2 separate regions of the Mus musculus genome follow, and region 1 is linked to region 2. A link is a contact called in public Hi-C data. All regions are on one chromosome and are shown on one strand. The core of a region is the stretch at or near the end of the contact, and the rest is flanking DNA. Distances in the headings are between cores, read along the strand shown.

Region 1 (6,842 bases), core at 4,250-6,749, 280 kb before region 2:
GTATTCAGTGAAAGAGGCAAACGGAAGAGAAGTGTAAGTGGGACGGTTCGTCCTCACTGCAGCTTGCCTTCGTTTGGAATCACTTAGGGTCTGATCACGTGATGTGACTGAGGAGGTTTGACCCTGAAGGAGGGTGGCATCATTGCACAAAGGCTGAAGTCCTAGACTGAGTGAACAGAAGAAACGAGCTAAGAGAGAGCGTTCACCTCTCTCTGCTTTCTGATTGCAGAGGCAATGTGATCGGCGGTCTCACACTCCTGCCGTGCCTTCCCCACCATGATGGACTGTACCCTTAACTGTGAGCCAATAAACCCTTCTTCTTTTAAGTTAGTCTTAAGATATCTCCATAGACTAACATAGTATTTCATCTCACTAATGCAAAAAGTCCCTAATAAACATATGTTTAATCAAAATATATGTTCAAAAGAATCCTAGTCATAGGTTTCAAATAAATCCTAGCTTCCAAATAAATAAAGTACCCACGAGTGACACAGAAATCCACACAGAGTGTTACAAAATATCTGAGCGTCCACTAACACTTGGGTGTAAGGCTCTTTGCTCTGATGATCATCTGCCCCTGTGGCACCCTTAGCTTCCTGTTCTGCTCTGTGCTGTCTGGTTCAGTGACCTGGGTTCTGGTTCATAAGAATTTTTGTGGGTTCTCCTAAAGTATTCCCAAGGTGAGAATGGGCCTGGCACAGAGGGATACCACTGCCTACAACCTACAACCTACAGCCCACTGCCCACTGCCCACTGCCCACTACCTACTACCTACAACCTACAACCTATTACCTACAGGTGCCTACAGTCCTAACTGGAGAGCAGCTCTGTCCATTTCACTAAGTCCAGGATCTAGGAGGTCAACATCCTCAAGCTATAGGAAAAGAGGTGATGCTGCAGACGAACCTCAGTCGGGTCCTCGATCTGCAGGAAAACTCAGGGTTCTGGTTACAGGCAAGCAAGGAGTTGGTGCTGATGACAAACAGACACAGACACAGAGAGAGTGCATATCTGAATGTAATTTTTCTAAGCAAGCAAAGTGTGTATGGGAGTAACTTGGCTATTGTCCTAAGTAATTACTATGTAGACTAGCCCTGAGATTTCTAGCTCTATTCAAGTAAATTGTGATGCCTGATTACTTTCACTGTCTCTACTAGAGGTAAATTTGAATGTTACTGAATAGGTAACCTTCTTACTGAATTCCAAGCTCAAGGTCAGCTCAAGGACTTCCTAGGACATTGGAACACTGGCGAAGGCTTAGCTGTATGTCAAAATCAATCCTTAAAGGCACTTATAATAAAACAATACTGAAAGAGAGCAGACAGATCCATACACCAAACTAACTCCAGGATAGGTTTGGAGCATATGTGCTATGGGAATGCCAAGGTTCCAGGAAGCTAAGTTTCCATGAAACTCTTTGCCTTGGGACTGCTTCCAGGCTTCTAGGCCTGTCACGCGAGTCACTACATGAGTGGATGTAGCAAGGTGAGGTTCTGCACAAGGTTTCATGGCCACAGACATGAGGCTGGAACAGGCATGCCTTAACTTGCTTTCTGCCTTGTGAGAGTTGTTTTGTCCAGACTGTAGGCCCATACGTAGTATATATAGGAGTACCAGCATGGGGCTGAGTTGTTCATCTGAGCTGTACACTGACTCTTGCTCCCTGTGTTTTACTCTAGGATTTTAGATGGTATCCTAGGTCATACTATGGGGTCCCCTGCCTAGCCTAGGTTTCCTGGTGCTGTTTTGAAATTAAATATTCTTTCAAAGAGAACTTGAAATCTTGTCTTTCTGTAGCAACACTTTGTGTTCCCTTCCTAAGGGGCAACCTGGGTTACAGGAAGACAGTGGAAAGTCCTAGAGGCTTCTGGAATATTCTGGAATACATCAAAAAATCTAGAGGGAGAAATGCCGTGAGCTGCTGGGGAAAAGGGTTCTTCCGAAACACTTCCTCCCACTGTATGATGGACATTCTTCATTGTCAGTTTGACTACATCTTCCTCCCACTGTATGATGGACATTCTTCATTGTCAGTTTGACTACATCTGGAAAAAACTACAATCCAGAAATGAAGGGAACACCTGGGAGGTGAATCTATATCTAGTCTAGACCTTTGAAGTAGAGAGATACTCACCTTTGATCTGGACCTTGAGGCAGGAAGACACACCTATAATCCATGCCACACCTGCTGGAAGCCTATATAAATTCATGGAAGAAGAAAGCTTTTGCTCTTTGCCTGCTTGCTCTTGTCTTGGTAGCAAGTCCATTCCTTCATTGGCATTAGAGCCTATTTCTCTGGAACTCTAGCATCTACTGAAGACCAACTGAGACATCCAGCCTTGGGAACGGATTAACTATTGGATTCTTGGGGTTCCCATTCATAGTCTGACATTGTTGGATTAGTTGGATCATAGTCTGTAAGTGATTCCAATAAATCACACACACACACACACACACACACACACACACACACACACACATACACATGTATACACATACATACACATGTGTGCATATGTGTGTCCCATATATAAATTCTGCTATTCTGGAAAACCCTAACTAATACATATAGTGGGTGGTACATGCTTTTAATCCAAGCACTCAGGAGGCAGAGGCAGATTGAGCTCTATAAGTTTGTGGCCCATCTGGTCCACAGTGAGTTCTAAATCATCTAAGGCTACATAGCAAGACTTTAAATAAATAAAAAAGATGAACAAACAGAACAACAATAAAATAAATCCTTCCAAGAACACAAGTCCTGTCTATATTTATTCAGTGCTGTATCTCCCATGCCTGGAGGAAAGAGCCCGGACCCCAAATTCCATCCAGGCGTCTTTCCCGAGACCAAATACTACCTTTGCTTTAGGGGTTGAAGCTTCCCGCAAAGATAGAGTCCAGGCTTCTCAGGATCCCCACTGTGGACCCATAACTAGTGCCCCAGAGGCTGCGCCCCAACCCCACCCTAGCAGACATGTGCAGAGATGGACACTCCTATTCATCTGAGGCTTAGTCTAGATCTGTAATTTCAATTTCCTAAAGAAGGAAAGAGGCCACGAGACCCTTAGCCTATCCTCTTGTGATAGCTAAGGTCTACACCCATCCAATTAGCAGCCCAGGCGTGAACTCTTCTGTGTGAGAGAGCCCTGTCAGCCAAGGGAGCTGGAGCCCAAGAGGCTCTTTCTCCCTACCTGTTGAACTCTGAGACCCCTGCAGCTGCAGGTTCTGAGACATAAGACTCTCTAGCTCCACACCACAAACCTAGGGATTGGGGCTCCCCACTGGATGGAGACCCATCTCCCAAGCCCCCTGCATTCTTGTATACATCTCTGCAAGTGTGTGCCTGACACTGAAGGAGGCTGAGTAGTTCTGGCTGGACCTTGTAAGTTGTTTTACTTCCAGTGCCGGGGATTGAACTCAGGACCTCACGCATGCTAGGCAGGTTCTCTAAGGTCATCCTCAGCCCCCAAGAGCCACCGATGTAAAGGACAGAGGGATCCTAGGTAGAGCACACCTTCCCAGGTCGTCACTTCCCTCTGGCCTCTCCAGGCTTCTTAGAGAAAGACAATATAGCTGGATGTTACCTAACCCTAATTCTGTTGCTATGACATCTGGACTTCCAGACCTGACTCTAATCCTCATTAATTGGATCCCCAGCTTCCAAATGTTTCCTCTTGTTTCTCTAAGTCTCTCTGCAAGAGGAACGAACACCGCAAGTCAGTAGGCCTTCAGTTATATATAGGTCAGGAGGTTGTGGGTCAGTTCTGCAAACCGTTTATTGATTTACATTCTTACGTCTTCCTGGTCTCCTCTGAACACGTGTCACTTTCACTTTGAGAAAGAAAACTGTACATGCCTGCGCCACTCAAGTTAAACTTTGTCAGGAAGCTCCAAGAGCACTCTGTGAGTGTGGGTCTCAAAGTACCCAAGCTGGTAGAAGAACTCGGGCTTTGAGCCAACCAAAATCGTCCACTTGGCTATTTCAAGTCTTTTCCCCTTCTTCAGTACAGTGATGAGTGGCACCCGGATAAAGTTTTTGTTTACCAAAAGTTCCTCCCAGAATAGAAACTGCCCACAATATTTTTCTTGTGGAGGACATTTAGCGGGCCATGGTGTTCAGAGCTGATGCTTTCTGCTGTACAAAGCAGAGCTGGGTGTCACCTCTGGACTCTGCCAGAGGAGGCAAGGACCTTGTTCCTAACCAACCTTGGGACTCTCAGATCTCTGGAATGTTTCAGTACTGCCTGGTCTAAGTGAGTGTTTTGTTTGGTTGATTTTGTAACTTAAAGCTTGGGCAAGCTGTTCAGCTTCTTTTCTCCCTGCTAGCAGAAGCCAGCAAAAAGAAAATTATGACAGGGTCCCATGGGTGAGGATAGAATTTCCAACAAGCTAGTCTTTTAGGAGGGTGACCCATCTAGAGATGACAAATGGTCAGTCCCAAAGGCAGCAGCTGGCCTCACTGTAAATCCAGGTTCAGGGTCCTTTAAAGCATACACCTGTTGCAAGGGAGTCCCTGTCACAAGCCTGCAGCTGTGGGTGCCGTTTGCAGCCCGCTTATGTCAACACGCACCATGGGGCTGGTCAACGGGTGGCGTGAGGATCTGATGATGGATGCATTTTATGACAGCGCCTGTTGCCCGGCAGAAAAACACCCCGTATGATTTAATAGGACCACAGCAAATCCTAACAGCAAAACATTCATCTGGCGAAGGCTGCAGACTCTTACACAGCTCTTGCCAGGTTTCTATGGTGATGATGTTCATTGTAAGCACAGAACAAGCACCGATTCACAGTGTCCAGCAGAGGCTACAGTCTCCTCCACCCTCCTGCTTGCTTGCTGCAGGCAGCCGTGGCTTCCATGCTAAACGTGCACCCTGGAGTAAAATCAAGTCCCCTTGCACTCTCCGTCCCCCCAGAGAGGAGTGGAGCGTGCAGACACAAAGCAAACAGAGATGCTAGCAGGGTGTTGGGATGCACCAAATAAATGGTAACACCAATCTGTTCAGCTGATCACTGTTTTTATTCTTGCCCTCTTTATTAACATGGCTGAGGAAGCATACCACAGCTCATGGGTGGAGATCACAGGACAACCTCTGCTGGTCCTATTAAACCATACAGGGACTTTTTGCCTGAGACACTCTTACTGTCCCCTACTGCACACTCCAAGGCTAGCTGACCCTCACGCTTCTGTGGCTCCTTGTCTTAGCCTCCCATCTCACTGTAAGAATGCTGGGCTTACAGATGTGTCTGCTACTGCATCTGGCCCCTCTGATGCACCTTCAAGTTTAAAAACGTTAGCATTTTTGTGGACGGGGGTGGGGGTGGCTAGGTAAATTTCCAGATGAAGAGTTGTATTGAGGAATTTGTTCTCTGAGGGAATTTCAGAGCCATCTCTATGTACATTGTGATCCAATCTGGGACAATCTTGCAAACAGGGACAGCAAATCCCTGCCAAGATCTGGTGTGTGATCATTCAGGTCTCATCTGCTGCTTGCAAAATCCTGGGAAACTGGCCTGTTTGTCTGGAAGAACCAAGTGCTGTGCCAGCAGCAGACCCTGGCTCACAGCTCTGTTCAATACTGTTTGACATCCCTGCAACGTGATGGGTTCTCAGCTCTGCCACCAGGACTTCCAGTATGCGAGAGCCACTATGGATTCTTCTCTGTCACAGATGTGTCTTGTATAGCTGACAGGTCATCCCCAGCCTCTGAAACATCCCTGTTCTCATCACCATCATGATCTTATTAATAATAATACTAAAAGACCCTCCCCCACATACACACTTTTAAAAAAATGAAGTTCCTCTCTCTCCCTTATGCATCTTTAGCTCATCTAGGAAAAATGAATTTTAAACTGTTTGTAAGTCTATGTGGTTTACTTTGGCAGAGCTGTGGCTCAGAGCAGAACTGGGCAAGTCCCCCTGGGAAGACAATCAGCCAGGCTGCTGAGGGAAACAGGGATCTGCACCAGGCAGGAACATTTCTAGGCAAAGGGACTCTTGGACAGGACAATGTTTGATCTCAGAAGGTCAGCCCTCATACGCACAGGCAGAGGGCAGGCTGACGTCGCTCCCAGGTTTGAGCAAGGCCCTTCCAGGAAGCTGATTTGTTATTTTGGGCAGGGACAACGGAGGTTGATGTGTGTTGGGGGTAAGGTTTCCTACTGTGGGGTTCTGACAGTTCCTGATATTTTCATAAACAAGTCTTCAAATGTTGACCAACAGCAGCATGAAGAGTGGATTTCAACGCCATCGTGTCTGGAGGGATACGGAGTTGGGCAGAAGGCCGTCGCCACGCTGTGGCAATCTCTGCCCTTCTCTTGCATGTAGAATAAAGTGGAAAGACGGAGGGCAGGTCCTGGCTAACGTGTCCCTCCTCAGCTGCTCTCATGTGGCCCACAACCACAAACCAAGGAAGAAATCGCTTGTCAGTGTAAAAAAGAAACTTAAGAGTCATCCTTCATCCCTCGTTCCTTTTACAAAACTCTTTATGTAAAGTGACCAGAGACAATAAATAGGTACAATTCCCAGAACAAGAGAGCCAGGGGACCAGGCAGGGAGGGGACGGTCCACAGTCTCCAAAAGCCAGTTACGTCCTCTTACTTTCCAAAAGCCAAACCAGGCAGAACAAATATCAACTGAAATTGTGAAATAGGAGGAACATAATCACCCCCAGATCTGTAGACACAGTAAACCAGGCTCCCACCAAAGAATGTTTTAAAAACAAGCTTGGAAGGACTGGGACTTACTAAAACAGCTAGGAGATAGTTTGCTTCATCCCTCAAAACAAAACAAAATACCAACAATCACAACAACAACAACAACAACAACAACAATGACAACAACA
Region 2 (6,078 bases), core at 1,260-3,759:
CAGAAGGAAGTGGCCATGACAGCAGGGGAAACACAAGGTCACAGAAGACAGATCGCACAGTACAGTGAAGCGGGTAGGGGCTGCTGTTACAAGGACCCACAGACTAGACAGCAAGACCCTGAAATGTCTGTTTATAGAGGTTCTGCCCAGATACCAAGATGTCAGCAGGACTCTAGTGTCTGGAAATCACCAGGTAGAACCCTCTTGCCTCTGCCTGGCCTTTGACTGGTGGCCAGGCCATAGCATCCTCTGGTTTATAGATGGACATCTTCAACAGCTCATGTCTTCATACACCCTTTCCTTCCATCCTTCCTTCCTTTTCTTTTCTCATGAGAACAATATTCATTGCATCAGGAACCACACTGGCAACCCCATCATGACCTGATGACATTCCCTATACTCCTACTCCTGAGTAAACTCACACTCACAGGTCCTGGATGCATTCAGATCCTAGATGCATGCAGATCCTAGATGCATGCAGATCCTAGATGCATGCAGATCCTTGATGCATGCAGATCCTAGATGCATGCAGATCCTAGATGCATGCAGATCCTAGATGCATGCAGTCCGCAGCTCTGGGGCCACGTGGGTCTGAGGATAGGTATGAATGTGGCCCTAGTCATTAGTAGATGGTGAGTTCGTGTCACAGTATCAAAAGGCTGGACACCCCTGGACTAGGTCATCAACCCATTGGGGAAGGCATATGCAGACTATATTGGTAGGGACCCTGTGAGTGGTGACTTGTTGAATTGACTGTCCAGCCCCTCCACTACCAAAGGGTCCACTGAGACCCCTGGAGTGTGGGAAAATGCCTGAGACATGACAGTTTATATTGGTAATCTCCCCCAGGCCATGAGATGAGGCAGTCAACATTTGGGGTGAATCTTCCCACCTCAAATCTAGAAACTCCCTCACAGGCCCAGGTGTGAGTCCATGATGATTCGAGATCCTGCCATGCTGGCAAGATTAACCACCACAATGTCATCCCAAATGGCTTCTTAGCCTTCCTCCATGCACTGAAGGGAGACCCTTTCGAGGCACCTTCACCTGGTGTCAGTTTCAAGGCCACCCATGGAACAGGTGAACCATGGAGACAAGAAGGATCTACCTCTCATGATTGTGACCTGAACTTTGTTTTTAGGTCAGATGGAGTCTCTGAGGTAACTGCTGGGGTCAAAGAGACCAGGACATGGACAAAGCTGCCTTAATGTGGTCTTGAATGTGAGACGGGGCCGTGGGCCACAAGAGGCTTCTATTGTAGCATTGATCTCTCTGCAGTCCTCGGGACCCCATTTTGTCAGACAGGAACTCTCTCTGAAGGTTTGGGAACAAAGACCCTATTCAAGTGGCCAACCTGGCCTTCCCAAACCATCAATGTGCATCTGAATATAGCACAACCAGGCTGGAAGCAAGGGCCTCCCTTCTCCTCACTCGCCATGTGCATCCAGGGTGTGTGCTCGCCATGGAGACAAACCTCCAGGCAAGTACTTGAAGGGTTGCCTTGGTTTGCTTTACTGATATGGGGAGACTCAGCTCCCTCCATTTGAGGCCATGCAGTATTCCGGCCTGCCTGCCGGTTTCCTGTATCCTCCCCGGCCCGGACCATCCAGTGGCCTGGCCTACCACTGTCTGTGCACAAAGCTGCAATGGATACCCTGTGGGTGCCTGCCACGGGAACCGCTGAGTCCGCACCTCAAGGCCCCTTAGGGCTCCTCTCTGCTGCTACTCTGGCCCCAACAGTAATGTCAGAATGTGACAATTTTCATAAACGAACCCCCCGGGATGGTCAATCTTTAAACACTCTACACTCCCTCTGACACATGGAAACTCCCAGTAGGGACTTTCATCTTCATGTACCTGACCCCACTAACCTGAGGTGCATTCGATGTGACCTCGGCCTCTGCCTTGTCTCTGTTTGCATAATCTTTGCCTCTGTTTCCTTCTGTTTTGCATCCCTTTATTGCAAACAGTTATATTGCTGTCTAATCATTGGCGCTTCACAGGGTTGGCAGACCTCCCCCTCACCCAACCCTCCACCCCTGATTGTTCCTTGGCTATGTCACATTGTACCCTGATGCTTAAGTCTTAAGCAGTGTAATTTGTTCTTTGCATGGGTCATTTGTCAGTCCCTCCAGATGTTCCTGTCTACTTTCTGGTCTTGGTTAAAGGTCAGATCCTCGCCTCGAGTCACATTGCCAAGGCCGAAGACTGCACCCGTAGAGATACAGAGCTGTATGAATGCTTTGTTCGCTTGTCTGTCTATGTTCCTATCTGTCAATTCCTGCTTCTCTTCCATACCAGGCAAGTGCTCTCCACCAACTACCCAAGGCTCCCTGCCCTTCTGGAAGCAGCTGTCCCTCTGGCGGGGCTGCAATCCCATGGCACCTGCCTGCAGACCTGGTCTCTTCCTCCTTCCTCTTCTGGATCCCCATCTCCAGGAAGACTGCCATCCGAGTCCAAAGGTTCCCGGGAATGTCTCTCTTATTTTTGGCACATCGCTGAGTTTGCTGAAAAGACGCCCGCTGTGTTGGCCTGAGGTTGCTCTGGAGGCCAAAGGTGTCTGAGCAGCCTGCTGAGCAGTGTTCTCCAATATTTACAAGAAATGCTGAGAAGGGGTCCTGAGATGCCCCCCAGACAATTGTGTGGGAATCTGGGAAAGTACTGTCTAGTTGGCCAGTCATGAAGATTGATGTTCCTGGCCAGAGCAGATGGGCCAGGCTGGCAAACCAAGGAAGTATGTCTGCCTGGGAAGGAGTAGCCAGAGCCTGCTCCCACTCATCTCTTTGAATGGAAGCTTCCAAGGTTCCTGGGAGCCTCCACTCAAGACTGCACTAGAAGCTGGCTGCCTGAGGCCAAGGGACAAAGCAGGATTTCAGCCAATACCTGCTGAAAGCCAAGTGGGCCAAAGGACACCTAGTCAGGTCTAGAGGGGAAAGGGAGCTTGGTCTTGCCCTGGGGGAAGCTACATGGCAAAGAAAGTACCCGCAGGGAGCCATATCGCAGTAGGATAGGACCAATCGAAGGCTGCCTTGAAGGTGGGATTTTCTGGAGCCCCATTGGAGCAGGTCCAGCGTTTGCCAGACCTAGAGGGCCCTACAGGAGACCAGGCCCAGACTCTCTGCAAGATTGCCCAGAAACAAGCTCAAAAGCATCATGAGAAAGCTTCCATGTACAACTACTACCACACCAGGCACCCAGGGCAGGATGGTAACACAACGGTCACCCCCTGTCTATGAGCAGCAACAACAAGCACGAGTTTGACACACAGTCTAAGGGACTGCAAGGGCTCATGTTGGAGTCTCCCAGGGTGTACAACACTATTGGCTACATAAGAAACCCCATGTGAGGGTTGGTGGGTAAGAGCACCCGACTGCTCTTCAGAAGGTCCGGAGTTCAAATCCCAGCAACCACATGGTGGCTCACAACCATCCGTAATGAGTTCTGACTCCATCTTCTGGAGTGTCTGAAGACAGCTACAGTGTACTTACATATAATAAATAAATAAATCAAAAAAAAATGTGAGGCCTAGGGGTGGTCCTCAGGAATGGGACTGACTCACATAGATGTTCAGGCTGGTCTTTCCAAGGAAAAGTAACAACCGTCTCCTCTGACACAACGTTCGTATGGCTTTCAACCTCCCTAGGGTCTGTCATGGACAAGAAGGGATCTATAAGGAAAGCCAATGTGTGTTCAGAGGAAGGGAAAGTTGGACATTGGGCAGTGGGACCGTGCTGAGTCTTCAACCCTACCCAGTCTCCTGCATCTCCCTACCCCCCCTCCCGGGGTACACTTCAGTCTCTTGGGGTTCTTTGCTCTAGACAGTCTGATGCATTAACCTTTCCCCAGAATTAAGCCATGTGCCACTGAGCTACTAGAGAGGTCAACAGGCAGGCAGCATCCCCATCTCTAGGGCACTGGGCAGTCCTTGACCATGACGTCATCTGGGCACATGGTCACGGCATCATGAATGGCTTTGCTGAAAGTTAACTTGGGCTGCAACCAAATATGCCAGAGTGCATGCTGGCAGACAAGCCCAGTGACCCAGTGGAAAGGGTTACACACAAGAGCGTTGGTTCTGCTTGAAGTTAAAACAGCACACATCACTGAGCACTTGAAACAAGGACAGTTTATTACCATGTTGATCTGAGCTCCAGAGAAAGGACTTGCCATTGCTGAGGGATCTACCCACCATGTAGAGACATAAAAATCATGGAGTCCAAAGGAATAGGGCACCTACTTTGCTTTCTCCTCATGCAATGGGTTACTTACCCTTATCCATGTGTCTATGGTGACTGAGGTGGATTGAATATGCTTGGACCAGGGAGTGGCACTATTAGGAAGTGTGGCATTGTTGGAGTGGGTGTGGCCTTGTTGGAGGAAGTATGTTACTGTGGGGATAGGCTTTAAGACCTTCATCCTAGCTGCCTAGAAGCTAGTCTTTTGGCTGCCTTTGTTTCAAGATAGAGAAGTCTCAGATCCTTCTTCACTACCATATCTGCCTGTACACTGCCATGCTTCTTGCCTTGATGATAATGGACTAAACCTCTGAACCTGTAAGCCAGCCCCAATGAAATGTTGTCTTCCATTAGAGTTGCCTTGGTCATGTTGGTGTGTCTTCGCAACAATGGAAACCATAACTAAGACAGTGACCATCCAGCCCCTCTCAGCTAAAATGAATATAAGTTAAACCCCCATGGGTTGTGTCCACCTCAAAGTTGACTCTATGTTCCCTAGAAGAATGTGGCCACTGGACATGGTTGTTGGGTTGTCTTTCTCCAACAATATCCACATGCAACCACAGGGGAGCTCACACATTGGCCCTTAAGCATCCCTGAGCCCCTCCACTCCTAGACAATAGCCACCAATAGACTTGCATCTTTCCCAAGGATATCTTCTCACCCACCCCAGTTCCTGCACTGTCCAGCCCAGGCACCCAGCATACAGAAATCTCCCAAATAAATGTCTGAAGCAGAATCAGCTCATGTGGCTAAGGGGAAATTGAGCACAAACAGAATGTTTTTTCAGAATGTTCCATGGAGACCTACAGGGCTTCCAGGTACCATAAGGAGAAAGCCCTTGGAGAACCCTGAAAGAGCATAGCCCCCTGGCTCCCTATGCTAAGATCACCAGTAAGTCCATATGCTCCAGGTCTGTGTCCAAGCCTCTACCCCTTCCCTGCCCTATTTGAGCACTAAGGGCTCTGCACAGTGAGTGGGGGAGGGGACAGGTGGATCCATACTTTTCATACTGGGAATACTGTCCAGTGTCTGGAAGAAATAAATGGGACTTCTACACTGACTTTTTGAGTGTTCTTGCTTCTCTCATAAACATACTGGGGCACATCTTGTTCCTTTTGAGTCTGGGAGGAACATGTCACTGGCCCTGCCCACAGGGGTTTAGAGCCCCTTAGGAAGAAATGTCAACGGAACCAGTAAGAACCAATATACACCTGTCTGTACACCTGTCTGAAGACCTCAGGAACTCGGAGAGGAGCAAGAAGTGGGGTCAGGGTGAAATGGAGACTTTCTTCCTAATAGACTAGAGACAGATAAATTCAGAATTTCAAATGTGTGTGTCTCAGAAACCATGTATAAGGTGCCTGACTCCTCACCCTGAGCAGAGAATCCTGGGGGCAAACCCAGAGCCGGGATATCCTAGCACTCTGTGTTTTCTCAGCTCTACCCTTCTAAGTCAGGCCCAATGTCCTACATGGCAAAGCCAAATCCCCCAGCAGAGGTCCCAAACAAGCTAACTACAGCCCTATACCTAAGGCTACCGGCAAACACCTTTTATTTTATATTTTGGATGGTAGGCAGGCCCTCAGAGAGCGGGGAGCAGGTAGTTAGTTAGGCAGGGCGGCCTGCAATGCACTTTGGACTAACAGGATCTGGCTGCATAATTAATCCAAGGAGAAAAGACATCCCCTCTGAGAAACAAAGACTCCCAGGACTTCTGACGCCAGGTACGCTGCTCAGGAGAGCCTACGAACTGCCTGATCATCAAGTCATACGGTCAGCAGTCACCTCATCCACACTGGGACAGCCTGGGTTCATTCCCCTCCCGGGCTTGTGCTCTGCG

The links. A called contact is a pair of places that touch in the nucleus more often than the background predicts.
Region 1: a contact with region 2 is called in a Hi-C map of liver, with 4 times the contacts expected there. The contact joins two enhancer-like sites. A contact is called at or near these places in 4 of 484 Hi-C or Micro-C datasets (bone marrow-derived macrophages, liver and uterus) and 5 of 115 datasets of contacts at active chromatin or transcription factors (effector CD8 T cells, fibro-adipogenic progenitors, kidney and 2 more).

The regions. Positions count from the first base shown.
Region 1 is chr13:52,152,963-52,159,804 of GRCm38.p6, reverse strand. No RefSeq gene overlaps it. Among named protein-coding and RNA genes, the nearest start is that of 4921525O09Rik, 60 kb to the right of the region's middle. Within about 2 kb of position 5,499, at least 98 of the 459 cell types and tissues checked have an H3K27ac peak or open chromatin away from gene starts, as enhancers often do. A contact at or near this core is called in kidney and liver, where this site is marked.
Region 2 is chr13:51,869,207-51,875,284 of GRCm38.p6, reverse strand. No RefSeq gene overlaps it. Among named protein-coding and RNA genes, the nearest start is that of Gadd45g, 26 kb to the right of the region's middle. Within about 2 kb of position 2,509, at least 14 of the 459 cell types and tissues checked have an H3K27ac peak or open chromatin away from gene starts, as enhancers often do. A contact at or near this core is called in kidney and liver, where this site is marked.